2 separate regions of the Capsicum annuum genome follow, and region 1 is linked to region 2. Evidence: chromatin contacts called from public Hi-C data. All regions are on one chromosome and are shown on one strand. The core of a region is the stretch at or near the end of the contact, and the rest is flanking DNA. Distances in the headings are between cores, read along the strand shown.

Region 1 (6,901 bases), core at 2,089-4,588, 120 kb before region 2:
AGTAATTCACACCATAGTAGATGATTCCAAATCACTATCGTAGCAGCAATAAAGCCACTATCACAGCAACATCAAATCTCAATACCAACATTATCATTACCAAGTATGGGTCGAAGATCATTTTGCAAGAATGGGGCTTTTACTTTTAAGTAATTACACGCCAGTAGGATGGTTTTACTCTTCAACAACCGCCCGCCAGTCGGATGGCTTATTCAACAGCTGCCCGTCAGTCGGATGGCTTATTCTTTAACTGTCCGCCAGTCGGATGACTTTTATTTTTCAATAGCTGCTCAGCCGACAGAGTCTCTTTACATTTCAACTACTACCCCGCCAGTCGAAGGCCTCAATAAACGGGGACTAAAACACTAGTTTGAATATCTACACTCTACTTCTTACATTATAATTTTAATTTACAATCTTTAAACAACAACAAGTGCTTTTTACCCCTTTATCTGTTTTGTAGGACAATGCACTACAATGTGGAACTACCTTCTTAGCAGTAAATTAGGACAAGCTAGCAAAATGTCAAGCATCCCTAGCTACGTCAAGGATTCTGGCAATGAAACTCAACTTAACTTGACTCAATCATCCCATTTTCTCTTAGTGTCATAGCCTAGTGCCGTCTTAATTCGACACTGGGGCAGTTTAAAAAATTTGCTATTCCTTTATCTCTCAAAATCCTTAGCAGATATTGCTACCTAACGTCTCATCATTCCCAGCTATTTCGAACAACCAATTCAGGAATAAGCGCAGCCATGATTTCGTTCGTGCTAAGAGTCACATTTGAAGAAACTCAGTGTCACCTTAATTCTACACTGAGCCAAATTTTGAGGTTGATCAAAATTTTCTATGATTCGAACTACAAATGGCCAAATTTTTTGCGAAACATGAGATGTATAGGCAGTTCACAAATTGGATCTCAATCATAATCTTTCAAACTTTCTATTTCACTCGAGACAAATTAGTTATGTTAACGTGATTGCCCAAAGATTTTCACACTAATCTTCGGTTAATCAGGGAAAATTCTGGACAACCAATTTTGACTCACTCTTTTCCTTTAATTATTTTTTTCGATGCTTCGTGGCCCTAAATAATTTTTTGAAATAAATTAGTATTTTTATTTCTATGACTTTTGAAAGGAATGAAAAAAAAGGAGGATTCATTTTTTCTATCATATTTTAAATGTTTTAACTAAATATGATTAATTATTTAATAAAGAAATTCACACAAAAATATTTTAATAATTACATTTGCATTTTTTTCTAATTTTATTTTATTATTATTTTAGATGATACTATGTGACTACATATATATTCTTATAATTTACTTATATTCTTACTATATATAATATAATATATGTATTCTTATGATATGTATATATACATATATTTTGGTTTGGCCAAAGGCATCAATATACACTCAAACTTGTTGCCAAAATTCACTTAGACACCTAAACTAAGGCTTGTTTCTATCAGGCCCCTAAGCCCCCCACATTCTGTTCCATTTGGGTCTTTTTCGCCTATGCGCAATGCCATCATGGGAGGCGCGTGAGGAGCATTTTTTTTTACTAATTTACAAGTAAAAAGATACCAAGTGGCATTGAGGGCCCCAAAATTGTTTTAATAACAATTTTTTTTTTAAACACTAAAGGCCCTTTTTAATAAAACAAAAAGCATTAGGGGGTCCCAATTTATTTTTTTTAATAAAACAACATGTTCGGGGGCTAGGGGTAGGTGGGGGAGTTTTATTTTTATTTTTAAATTTTTTTTATAATTTCTTTTTAATAATTAGTTTTTTATTTTTAAATAATTTTATAATTTTTTTTTATAATTAGGCAAAAAAAATTAGGGGATCCCAATTTTTTTTAATAAAAAAAATACGCTGGGGGGATGGGGGTAGGTGGGGTAGTTTTATATTTATTTTTAAAAAATTTTTATAATTTCTTTTTAAAAATTAGTTTTTTATTTTTAAAATAATTTTATAATTTCCTTTTTATAATTAGGCTTTTATTTTTATTTTTAAAATAATTTTATAATTATTTTTTAATAATTTGGATCCTCAATGCCATTTTTTATTTTCATTTTTTTAAAATATTTATAATTTTTTATTAATTATTTTTTTTTTTTAAAAATTTTTATAATTTTTTTAATAATTGATTTTTTAATTTTTAATTAATTTTTTAATAATTTATTTCATTTTAATTTTTTTATATAATTTTTTTAAATAATTAGTTTTTTATTTTTATTTTCCAAATAATTTAATAATTTATATCCTCGCCATTTTTTATTTTCATTTTTTAAAAAAATTTATAATTTTTATTAATAATTAATTTTTTTAAAAAATAATTTTCTAATAATTTATTTTATTTTTTAAAAAAATTATATATTTTTTAAAATAATTATTTTTTTTATTTTATAAATAATTTTAGAATTATTTTTTAATAATTTCCTCAATGCCATTTGTATATACTTTTTTTAAAAGAATTATAATTAATTTTTAGTAATTATTGGACCCACAATGTCATATGTTAGCTTTCAATTAGCTCATTTTGCCACGTCATCGCATGTGTGCAACACACACTTTGAGCTTTTTGCTGATAGGGCAAAAAAGGTCAAATTGGAACAAATGTGGGGGATTTAAGGACTTGATAGGAACAGACTTTAGTTTAGGTGTCTAAGTGAATTTTGGCAACAAGTTTGAGTGTTTATCGATGACTTTGGCCTTTTGGTTTGATTCTTATTATATATATATATATATATATATATATATTTGTTAAATTATAAATATTAAATTACAAAATTATTAAATCGGAGTATGTGTCAAAAAATAATTTTTTTTAGCATATTAAGAAGCATCAATAAAATTAATTTTAACAAAAAAGAGTATTTGGGCCAACATTAATTCAGTTTCAATTTATTTTATCTGAATCCAATTGTTATTCACATATATTTCAGCCAAAGAGGCTCAAAAATTGGCCCCAAGACCCGGTCTATTTCCTACATCCACTTTATCAATCCACCCCATACAATACCTACCAATCACACACCGTTACATCAGTAAATAAACACAAAATCCATCCAACAAACACAAATTAATTTAATCCGTTAAATCTTTTTTAATCCAAGGGTCCAAAAATTTTCTATTTTATATCCATTTATATATAATATAATTTATTATTTTTTCTTTTATTCTTAAACTAAATCTGAACCAAATTCCCATCAACAAAATCAGCCCAGTACATGGCTTTTCCCACTCCCCAAATTACGTGTTATACTCTCTTCCCCAAAAACCCAACGCACAATCACTATTTTGATTCCCTAAAATAACAATAACGTCTAAAGACACTCTTCCCAAAAATGGTGGACATAGCTGCGCCATGGCTATCACCCTATGTGGACTGCTCCCATCTTGTCTTTTTCAGTTCTGTAAAACCCTCTAAAATCATAAAATAGATCCCAAAAGATGGAATAACTCATCCATGATGTCAAATCCACCACAAGTAATCTGAAAAGGCTGGCATCGGAGGATTTGCTTTAGAAATTAAAATTCATATTTCTAATCCCCTATGTCTCCCACAGTTTTTCTTATTTGTTGTCCCAAATTTGGACTTTATATTCTGAATTTTGGCTATAAATAGCTGGATTCCCATCCCCATGAAGGCAGAGGTGAGAAAGGTAAAAAAATAGTGAGAAACTCAAGAGCAAAAAAATCATCCTTAAGTATTTTGGAAATCTGTAGAAAATCCCAAGAAATCTCGATCGTTCCCTTAATTTTGTGTTACAATCGAGTTCCTGAAGTCGAGTTCGGTGGCCAGAATTTTAACGGAAAGCCCAATTTGCTGCCATAAAAAAAATGCGGATTCGACCCCCTCGTTCACTCCCGTCTTCCTTTCTTTCATTTTATTTTGGTCTATGAATATGAGATTTCAATACGTCTTTAAATTCTGTTGTTGGCGGTTTTGTCACCTTTGTGGACAAAATATGATTTTGATTCTAAAAAAAAGATTTGTTTGTGAATTCTGACCAAGTACGAGTCGTTGTTGATTTTGAAAATTGAGTCTGAATGGCGATTTCATTAAGTTTACTTTGCTGGTGATTCTTGAAAATGAATTTGTAAGTGTTAATTCATGTTTTGCTTCAAGTTGATCGTTGTTTTACTATTTATTCTCCGCGGATCATTTTTGTCCTAAACATCTTTTTCAAGATATGGCTGTTCTATTTTGAATATTCGGGATATGTAAAATCTCCCTTGTATCTCGCTCTCATCTTCTTCCCTTTTATTTTGATTCTATAAATATTTCATTTGTTTCATTCTCAGATCCATGCTATTACATGTTGGACCTTGTGGATAAATGTAACATTCTGATTCAAATAAACATATTTTCCTGTATTTGTATAAATCTGTAAGTTTGTCAATATAGGTTCTATGTTAGCTTCAAGTTTTGATTGTACCATTTTATGTTAAATTTCGTGGTTGCGTATGATGTGAATCAGTCTTGAGGGCTTTACTAAGTAAACACGAATCCTTGTTAGGATTAAATTTTGGATTCATAAATATCTTATGCTTCGGAATGCTTCGTTTTGACTTATTTTATTCTTGGACCACTCTACTATGGTTATGAAAATATGTTATTTGATCTAATATTATCAAATTGTTCATTTTTATCATGTCCAAGTGATGTGGTGTCTCTTGAATTTTGTCGAATGGTACAATATTGATTCAAAAAATTGTTTCTTGTGTGAATATATTGGATTGTGAATATGTGAATTGACGTGTTTTGTTGGGTTACTGGGAGATATCTTTGAACTAGATTTCAAAATAAAAAAACAAGTATGACTCTTTTTTAATGTATTCCAAACATATATGCCTATGAATATGTTTTGCCCAAAAATAAAGATTTGATCATTTCCTTATCATGTCTTGTTTCATGCTAAATTACAAAAAAAATAACTGAACCTTGATGTTTATCCCAAAACCCGACCAATTTTACAGCTTTGGGATGCTAATTCATTGTTTGATTACCATCTATCACGTTTGCATTTGAATAGTCAATGCGAGACTCCTTGTTTCCCATAGCGTCATCCTCTCTAATCCAACATTTTAGTTATTTCGGTCTTAAAAAAAATTGAATTTTTAGTTTACTTGGGTAAACATAAAATGGTTAGCATTCGTGATCAATTTCAGTTGAGTTCAAGTAAACAAAAATGATATTTTTGAGTTTGAATGTGTAGAATCCTTTCTTTACCCTTTTTATTCTTTTGATCCCTCTTGCTGATAGTTTCCCCAGAAATGTTGTTTGCCTTAGCTAGGCTTCAACAATGTGTTGCTACTAGTGTGGTGATTTATCTGTGGAGTAGCAACTAGGATTCCAATGTAGATACCAACACTTTATGGATAATTATTTTAAATAATTACCTAATTGTATAGTATACATAAATGATATACTACTATATACAAAAACTAAAGAGGAACATTTAAAATTATTAGAATAATTTACAGATATAATAGAAAAATCGGGAATAAGTTTAAGTGAAAAGAAAGCCGAAATTATGAAAAACCAAAAAGAATTTTTAGAAATACAAATAGATAAAAGTGGAGTAAAAATGCAACAACATATGGTACAAAAAATAATAAATTCAAAAGAAGAATTAGATACAGAAAAGAAATTACAATCATTTTTAGGATTAGTAAATCAAGTAAGAGAATATATACCAAAACTAGCAGAAAATCTAAAGCCATTATAGAAAAAATTTAAAAAGGATACAGAATATAATTATAACGAAGAAGATAAAAAACAAGTTCAGAAAATAAAAATACTTTGTAAAGAGTTACCAAAATTACAATTTTCAGACGAAAATAAAAAATTTATATATATAGTAGAAGCAGATGCTAGTGAATATAGTTATGGAGGAGTACTTAAATATAGGTATGAAGAAGAAAAATTAGAACATCATTGTAGATACTACTTAGGTACGTTTAATGAAATAGAAATAAAATGGAAAATAAATAGAAAAGAACTATGTTCATTATATAAAACGTTTATTAGCATTTGAGCCATATATTGTATATAACAAGTTTATTGTACGAACAGATAATACACAGGTACGCTGGTGGTTAACAAAGAAAATACAAAATTCAGTTACAACGAAAGAGATTCAGAGACTAGTATTAAATATATTAAATTTTACATTTACAATTGAAGTAATTAGTACTAACAAAAATGTTATTGCAGAGTACATATCAAGACAAAGCTACATAGACTAATATAATAGAAGATGATGCTTTAGAAAAAATACTCAAAACCCTAACTATGCTTTCAATGAAAGTGGACAGTATGGGTAATGAAATAGAAAAGCTAAAGACTAATGAAGTTAAACTGAAGTCTAAAGCTATGAATCATCTAACTCAGCAGTGTGCAGAGCTATGTTGATCGGAAGACATCAAAATTTCAGAGCTAAAAGGAGACGTTGGGACACTTCATAAAACCTATAACGTTTATCAATCTACAATTGCAGGTACAAGCAAAGGAGTTAGTGGACAAAGATATCAGAACATGAACATGAATATGATATTTGAAAAATCATTTATACCAAAAACACAAAAAGACCTCTTGTACATACCCCCACAAATTACCACATATCGAGAAAGTTTGAACCAAGATAAAAAAGCCTATAACCACATAACCCGAGCATACATAGAAAATATCCAAAAAATACAGACTTATCTAAACCTTAAACCCAGAGCCACAGATATCCAAGAACCAAACACAAACTATATAACCCAAAAATTACAAGGTTATGACAAGTTAATCGCACTACCGAAAACCAACCCAAGCTTAGTTAAATCTTATTTCAGTTATGGATTATTAAATACCGTATATACTCATGAAGGAAATGAACTA
Region 2 (7,222 bases), core at 631-3,130:
CGAAAGCCATCATTTTATTTCTTTTAGATTTTAAGAATCTTTAGTCTATGCAATAAATAATCAAAAAATATTAAATTAGTACCAAATCATCTAAATACCTTGAGTTTTAAAAATATTATTAAGTGGTGAAATAAATAAATTAGAAAAACTTTGAAAAGTACCAAATAAAATAATTCAAACATTTACACACAACTACTTCATTGATGAGTAAAGTGCATAACATTACCAGATGAATTATTTTTCTTTAAGTTGTGTGATTAGCTGATATTTTTATCATGTGATGTAATAATTTTTATCGTATCAAATAAAGAATAAATTTAATTTTTATATTTTTTTTAAGAAAGACAAAATAAATATAAAATCTAAAGTACATAATTAAATTGTTCCTCAATGATAAATATATCATGTGTGTAAATTTTGTTAAAAAAATAGGATAAAATTTTAGTTAAATAATTTTGATAAGTTAAATAGATCTATTTATTATATATATAAAAAAGAAATTTTAATGACATGACATGTCAACTAGGGGAGAAGAAATGTTTTTGGAGTATCAAATATATTTTGAGGAAAATAGGGATAGTTGAGGGATATTTTTGTTCTAAAAGAAATAAAAGTAATATTTGTAGGTAATTTTCAAAGCATGAGTGACTATCCATAGAAACTACTCAAAAATAGGCTAATTTATAGATAAAAATAATTAAAGAGCTTATTGTTGATAAGTTTAAAGAATGAAATAAGTTCATAGATAGAACTAAATTTTAATTATAAAATGTGAAACATAAATTTATTTTAAAAATTAAGAAATTTATACTACTTATTTTAGATTTCTATATTAAAAGGATATCAGTGGACGCAAATAGTAAATCAAGTCGCAAGCTAATGAAAAAGTCACATGTTAATATAATTATATTATATAGCTGCCAATGCATGTATTATTCATTTATATCGAATTTATAATTTTAGTACTACAACTCATTAATAGATTCTCCGTCTTTTCGGTCAAATTCTCTAAAGAAAACTATTATTATTTTTTTAGATTTATGTCGCAGAAGACAGTGATCAAAGTATTGCATAAGTTTGGTTAGTGAGACGTCAATGACCCAATTCTGTCATAATAATCATCGAAGTCATATTGTTGAAGATGAATTTCAGCAACTACTTAGATAACTTAAGATCAAGGTTATAATTCAACATCTACATATTTTTAATGGCTAACAGTACTATAATATAATAACAATATACTCATACTTAGGAATCAGCTCAGAAGAAATGCCTTTGGCTAAAATCATAGTCGTATCAGAGTTCTAAATATGTCATTTTAAATCTAAAAATTTAGTAGTATTTATGATGAGAAATATCCTACTATTAAACAATCTATACACTTGAAATTTATAGAATAGTTTTTGGTTTAAAAAAATTATAAGTATTTATCATTTGATATTTTTGTTCAATTGATGCATCAACAAAAATAAAGGTTTGTCTTAATAAAGTTTAAAATAATTTTTTTATCTACTTATAGTATAGGTCGTCATATTCAAAATAATAATATCTTAATGATGAACAAATAATTGTGTACCACTAATAATAATTTAATATAATCAAGCAAACACAATAATACTTTATAAATTTTTTCTTAATATTAATCGCGCATCGTAAGGGGTTAATATTAGTTAAATTTTAATAAGATATAATTAATGTGGTGTTACATTAAACTGGGTAGTAGAAAATATACGATAAATTATTACTCTTAAATAAAATTATTATTATTTTTATTTTTTCTAAGTTTAGGCACAGACTTAGCATGACCAGCAATGACTAGTGTACGTTTATAATCACCAAATAAATTAAATCTTTATCATAGAAGAAAAGAAAATAGAAACAAACTTCACCAACCAAAGATTGCAAAGTAGGCTTTCAATTTCCACAGCCTCCAACAACTACTTCGCTTCTTCCGGTAACCTTACCAACCCTCATTTCACTATATTAAAGTATTTTTTCCATCACCCAAATGGAATCAAATCAAAATCCAGTTTGGAAATTGGATACACATTCCCCCATCAAATGGCTGCTGCTACTACTTCTTCCTCTTTACTGGGTTCATCAAGAACAGGTTCAAGACTCAACATTTCTGGACTTCATTCTGATTCACTCAACCCCACATCAATCTCTTTCTCTTCTAACCTCTCCGCTCTCTCTCTCAAGTAATTTTCTATTGCCCTTTTTGTTTTTGGGTTGTTAATTGCTATTATGTTAAAGAATCTTGAATTGTTAGCACAGTTTCTTGAGAATGTTTTAGTTGTGGCAAAAAAAATACTAGGTGATTTCTTTCTCACCTGTCCTAGCATTGGTGGACAGAATTACATATACCTGTTGCTGGTGGTAGGTGGCAGGTATATGTGGAATTAGTCGTGGTGCGTGCAAGTTGACCCGGACACAAGGATTGTTAAAAAAGAAAAAGAAGAATATTTTAGCTGTGGTTTGTATTTGATTGAAAACCAGAATGTTAAAGTTGGTGAATTAGTTTTTGTTTAGTTCGAGGAATCTTATTGATATGTGTTTTGGGCTTGAGAATGCTAGGATGGTGAAAGTTTCAATTCTTTTGCAGTAAAAGTTCCATCTTTTTGTTGTTTGGGGGGGGGGGGGGGGGGGAGGGGTTGGGGAATATTTCCCAATTATATGAATGTGTTAAGCATCTGATCTCCCCTATGCTAGAACTGATCCTTTGTTATCTCCATTAGATATGGAGAGTTATACTCCCTCCGTCCTGTCCCAATTTATATGATGTAGTTTGACTTGGTACGGAGTTTATGAAAGAAAGAAAGATTGTTGAACTTGTGGTCTAAAATAAGTTATAGATGTTTGTGTGACTATTAATCATTCCATTAAGAGTAAACTGACCATATTAAAGTTAAATTATTACTAAATAAATGTGTCATTTTTATTTGGGACTAACTAAAATGAAAAGTGAGTCATATAAATTGTGACAGATGGAGTAAGGATTAAGTATTGGGCTGTCTAGAATAACGCTAATATGGAGGTATATGATATGAGGGTTGGCCTTATATCATGTCTAGCGGAGAATACTTTGATCAGTCCCCTTATTACCCTTGTCTCTGTTTATGACTTTTTGATGTGGCCAACTTTTTTATAACCATGGTGTCTTGGCTAGCTTGACCGTACCTCGAATAACTCTATAGGGTACCTTCTACCTTCATCTAGTTTCAACATTGATGGATTACTTTGTTGTTCTAAACCAAGTACCAACAGTGAAAAGTTGTGAGCCTGCTACAAATTAAAGTTCAGACTTAGGAAGTCACAGTCAGAAAGATTATATACTTTGCACAAGTAAATATCATACTCGGGTTCAAAAGTTTTAATGTTGTTTTCATCTCCTTTTAAAAGAGTGTCCAATCCTAATTATGATCAACTGCAAAATGACGTCAATTGCTTCGGAGTTGGAGTCAATGGTCTTGACTTTTTGAGATAGATGAAGCTGACTACCATCGCTACTGCTGGGAGAAAAAAAGGTGTATAATAGGATTCCTGAGGAGACTTCACCCAGTAATTAACCATATTGCTAGAGGATCTCTTCCGACGTTGTTGAAAGATCTGTAGCTGGAGGTATAAATATGTGCAGTGTATATGAAGAAAAAAGAACGGTGATTTCATGAAAACAAGACTAGAAGGGCACTTCAAAATATTTGTGCAACACACCAGCATTTGCTGCAGGCTTGTAGCATTTAGGAATTAGGCTTGATGGAGAGAGTGTTAAAAATGAAATAAAGAATTGGAGAAGAAAGTTTTTATATTGTTATTGATTTTTATGTCGACCAACGTTAATTCTTTATGCTCTTTAAGGAGCTAGCTTGTATGAAATTAATAAGGAAAAAAAAGTACATGAAGTTCACGTGACAAAAGAAGGATTCTGCTAGAAAAGGAAGGAAACGTTAACAGTGGGATAATTTTGGTGAAGTTTGGGAACTTAAAGGATGTTGCTAGTTAAGTGGGATAGTATAAGAATATAATGAAAGTTCGGTTGAAATAACAGGGATGATTCTGATCAAAAACTCTCATAGTAATTGAAACTCTATGTAAATCATGGGCCACAAAACTAACTAATGTCAAGATAATGCTGCAGCAAGAGCCACTGCTCTAGAATCTTAAGCATAATCATTTTTCGATAAAGAATCTTAAGCATAATCATTTTCTGATAAAGAACCTCAAGTATAATCCTTTTTTGGTAAAGAATCTTAAGTATAATCACTTTTTGATAAAGAATTGCAAGTATAACCATCATTAAATGATGGTGATCATATGTGTAATTTTACATCTTTCTTCTCATTTATCAGGGGTGACGAGCCTTCTCCTTTCCTTTTGTTCTCTCTCTATTGTTTTTCTAACCTATTATTGTTTTTCTAACCTATCATGGTAATTTTTTTTTCTTTTTGACCTTTATCTTTAGCTACCCCTGGTTGCTGGTTCTGGTTATAATATGTTTCCAATTGCAAATTGCAAAGACAGTGTCTCCCCTGTCAATTTTGGTATAGTATCATATTTTCATTCTAAGCCATCCCAAGAAGGTTAAACTCTTAACAATAGGTGACAGAAGTAGTGATTTTGAAATGTTTGAATGATCATGTGAATGCTATTTGCTACTTTTAGTATTTGAACTTTATTATTACCAGTCAAGAAAAGAAAGATGAAAAGGAAAGAAAGAGAGCTTGAAGAGATATCTTTCCACTGTTTTATCCTATACCTGACAAAGACATAAAAACATAAACTTTCTTATATTTGCAGTTCTCTAATAACATCTCATAGGTAATGTGTCATTGGACCATGATAAGCATTCAGTAAGAAATACTCCACCTAGATGTTTTTGCTGAGTCAGTATATTTGTTTATATATGTATGTGACAGATCTTCAGGGTCAAAGGGACAACTATACTCACGTGGAAAAGGTTCAGTTGTCATAACACAGAGTATGGACAGAGTTGAGGTGGATATCTCGCTCAGCCCCAGGGTGAATTCAGTAAAGCCGTCAAAAACGGTTGCTATAACTGATCAGGCAACTGCTCTTGTGCAAGCTGGTGTACCTGTTATTAGATTAGCAGCTGGTGAACCTGATTTTGATACTCCAGCCCCAATAGCAGAGGTAGTATTCTGTAATCATGGAACCTGATCTACACCTATTGTGATGAAATCAATGTTCTATTCTTTTCTCTATTTACTAAATTAGTCTTATTTCTTCAGGCTGGGAAAAATGCAATTCGTGAAGGTCATACCAGGTATACACCAAATGCAGGTACAATGGAACTTCGGTCGGCTATTTGTCGTAAATTAAAAGGTACTAATTTCTCTAGCTGATGTTCATTACAGAGGTTTTTGTTTCTATTTGCTTTTCTGATCTAGTTTCTCGATGTAGAGGAGAACGGGCTATTGTATACTCCTGACCAGATTGTGGTAAGCAATGGGGCAAAACAAAGTATTGTTCAGGCAGTGCTTGCAGTTTGTTCCCCAGGGGATGAGGTAATTCTAAACATCCAAAGTCTATTAACTTTTCACATAATAATCATTTCCATGTCGAGTTGTATGGACTGCTTACACTTTACTCTCCCTAGACCCCACTTTGTGGGAATACACTGGGTATGTTGTTGTTGTTGCATGTTTAATTGTAATTACGGGCAAAGTTGCGCGGACTCGGGTGCGGGTATCTGACACAAATGCGGATCCGAGGGTCGGATTCGACAAAAATCTAAATTTTAAGATTCGAGGGCATGGATCCAAGTTGCTAGGATTTGGCTAAAACAATTTAAAGTTAAGCTATAAAGATATTCAAAATTTTGCCCCAGATACTTTTTTTTACTTTGCTAGCTCCTTGACCTTAGTATGAAGATTGTAATTGAGCTACTATTTTACTTTTGCTTCTACTCTTCTGTAACTAATTGCATGATGCCAACAATGAAATCCTTTACTTCATCAAAATGATATGCTAAATTTTGAGAGATATTCTGTGGACAATACATGTATGTTGTAGAATTCAATATTTCGTTCTCCCAGATGGGTGTTTAAAAAACATAAATTAATTGTCAAAAAAGCAACATGCTAATAATTAATTTAGAAATTATCCCTCTTTTCAGGAAAGAGTCCGTACAACTTAGATTACGGGTCTTCCCACAATTTAACTTCGGTGTTGAATGACTTAAAAAGTTGATCTGTTTGATTATCTAAGCAACTCTCTTTTTCTTTTGACTGCTGCGCTCATGGTTTGGATGCAAAATTTTAACTCAAAGAGTTATTTTGTTTTTCGTAAAGGATGTGCCAGCATATTTCACGTTTTCTCTATTGTTTAATCTCTTGGTAGAAAAAATACTATAGCTGGTATAGTAGTGATGGGAAATATACTGTTAGAATCATTACTTAAATTAGTTTGCATCCCCTTGAAAAGAGAACTTTCATTTTGGTGAAGAGTCTTTTACGTCTTCCCTCCATCTTAAAGAATATCAGATGCAGAAGATAAGGTTGGATACTCTCTAGTTTTTCCACTCGAATATGGATGCTAAGCAGTGGAAGTTTACAATAGAATTCGCTCGATCAGTATTGCCATAATGACAGTAAATATAATGAGATTATTTGTTAGTTCCGAGATAAAAGAATACTTCTTGCTAAAGTTTGTCAGTTTATTAACCCACATACATGGCACAGGTTCTTATTCCAGCTCCTTATTGGGTGAGTTACCCTGAAATGGCAAGGATGGCAGATGCAACACCTGTGATTCTTCCGACCAGCATATCTGAAGATTTTCTATTAGATCCGAAGCTTCTTGAATCTAAACTGAGTGAAAAGTCACGACTTCTGATTCTTTGTTCTCCGTCCAACCCAACAGGGTCTGTTTACCCTCGGAAATTGCTTGAGGAGATTGCTGAGATTGTGGCTAGGCATCCTAGGCTTCTTGTAGGTTCATCATATCTAACTCGTCTATAAAATGAATGTGATCCCAATCTGTTCTCTGAATATTAACTACCCCCTTCCTGCCCAAAAAAATATTTTCTGGTCTGCAGGTGATATCGGATGAAATTTATGAACACATTATTTATGCCCCAGCAACTCATACTAGCTTTGCATCATTGCCTGGTATGTGGGATAGGACTCTCACTGTAAATGGTTTCTCTAAGGTAATACTGCTTTATTGTATGGACATTATAATTCCTTTGTTCTCCCTTGCG

What was found. A called contact is a pair of places that touch in the nucleus more often than the background predicts.
Region 1: a Hi-C map of leaf shows a contact between it and region 2, with 2.4 times the contacts expected there. The contact joins the enhancer-like site here to the promoter of LOC107851006 in region 2. A contact is called at or near these places in 2 of 5 Hi-C or Micro-C datasets (leaf and placenta).

The regions. Positions count from the first base shown.
Region 1 is chr12:66,000,403-66,007,303 of UCD10Xv1.1, reverse strand. No RefSeq gene overlaps it. Among protein-coding and RNA genes, the nearest start is that of LOC107873064, 56 kb to the left of the region's middle. Within about 2 kb of position 3,338, at least 5 of the 5 cell types and tissues checked have an H3K27ac peak or open chromatin away from gene starts, as enhancers often do. A contact at or near this core is called in leaf, where this site is marked.
Region 2 is chr12:65,881,521-65,888,742 of UCD10Xv1.1, reverse strand. It overlaps LOC107851006 (bifunctional aspartate aminotransferase and glutamate/aspartate-prephenate aminotransferase), which reads left to right and starts at 1,880. Exons shown (of 10, transcript XM_016695885.2): 1 at 1,880-2,201; 2 at 4,917-5,151; 3 at 5,250-5,343; 4 at 5,422-5,525; 5 at 6,702-6,950; 6 at 7,058-7,171. The coding sequence starts at 2,062.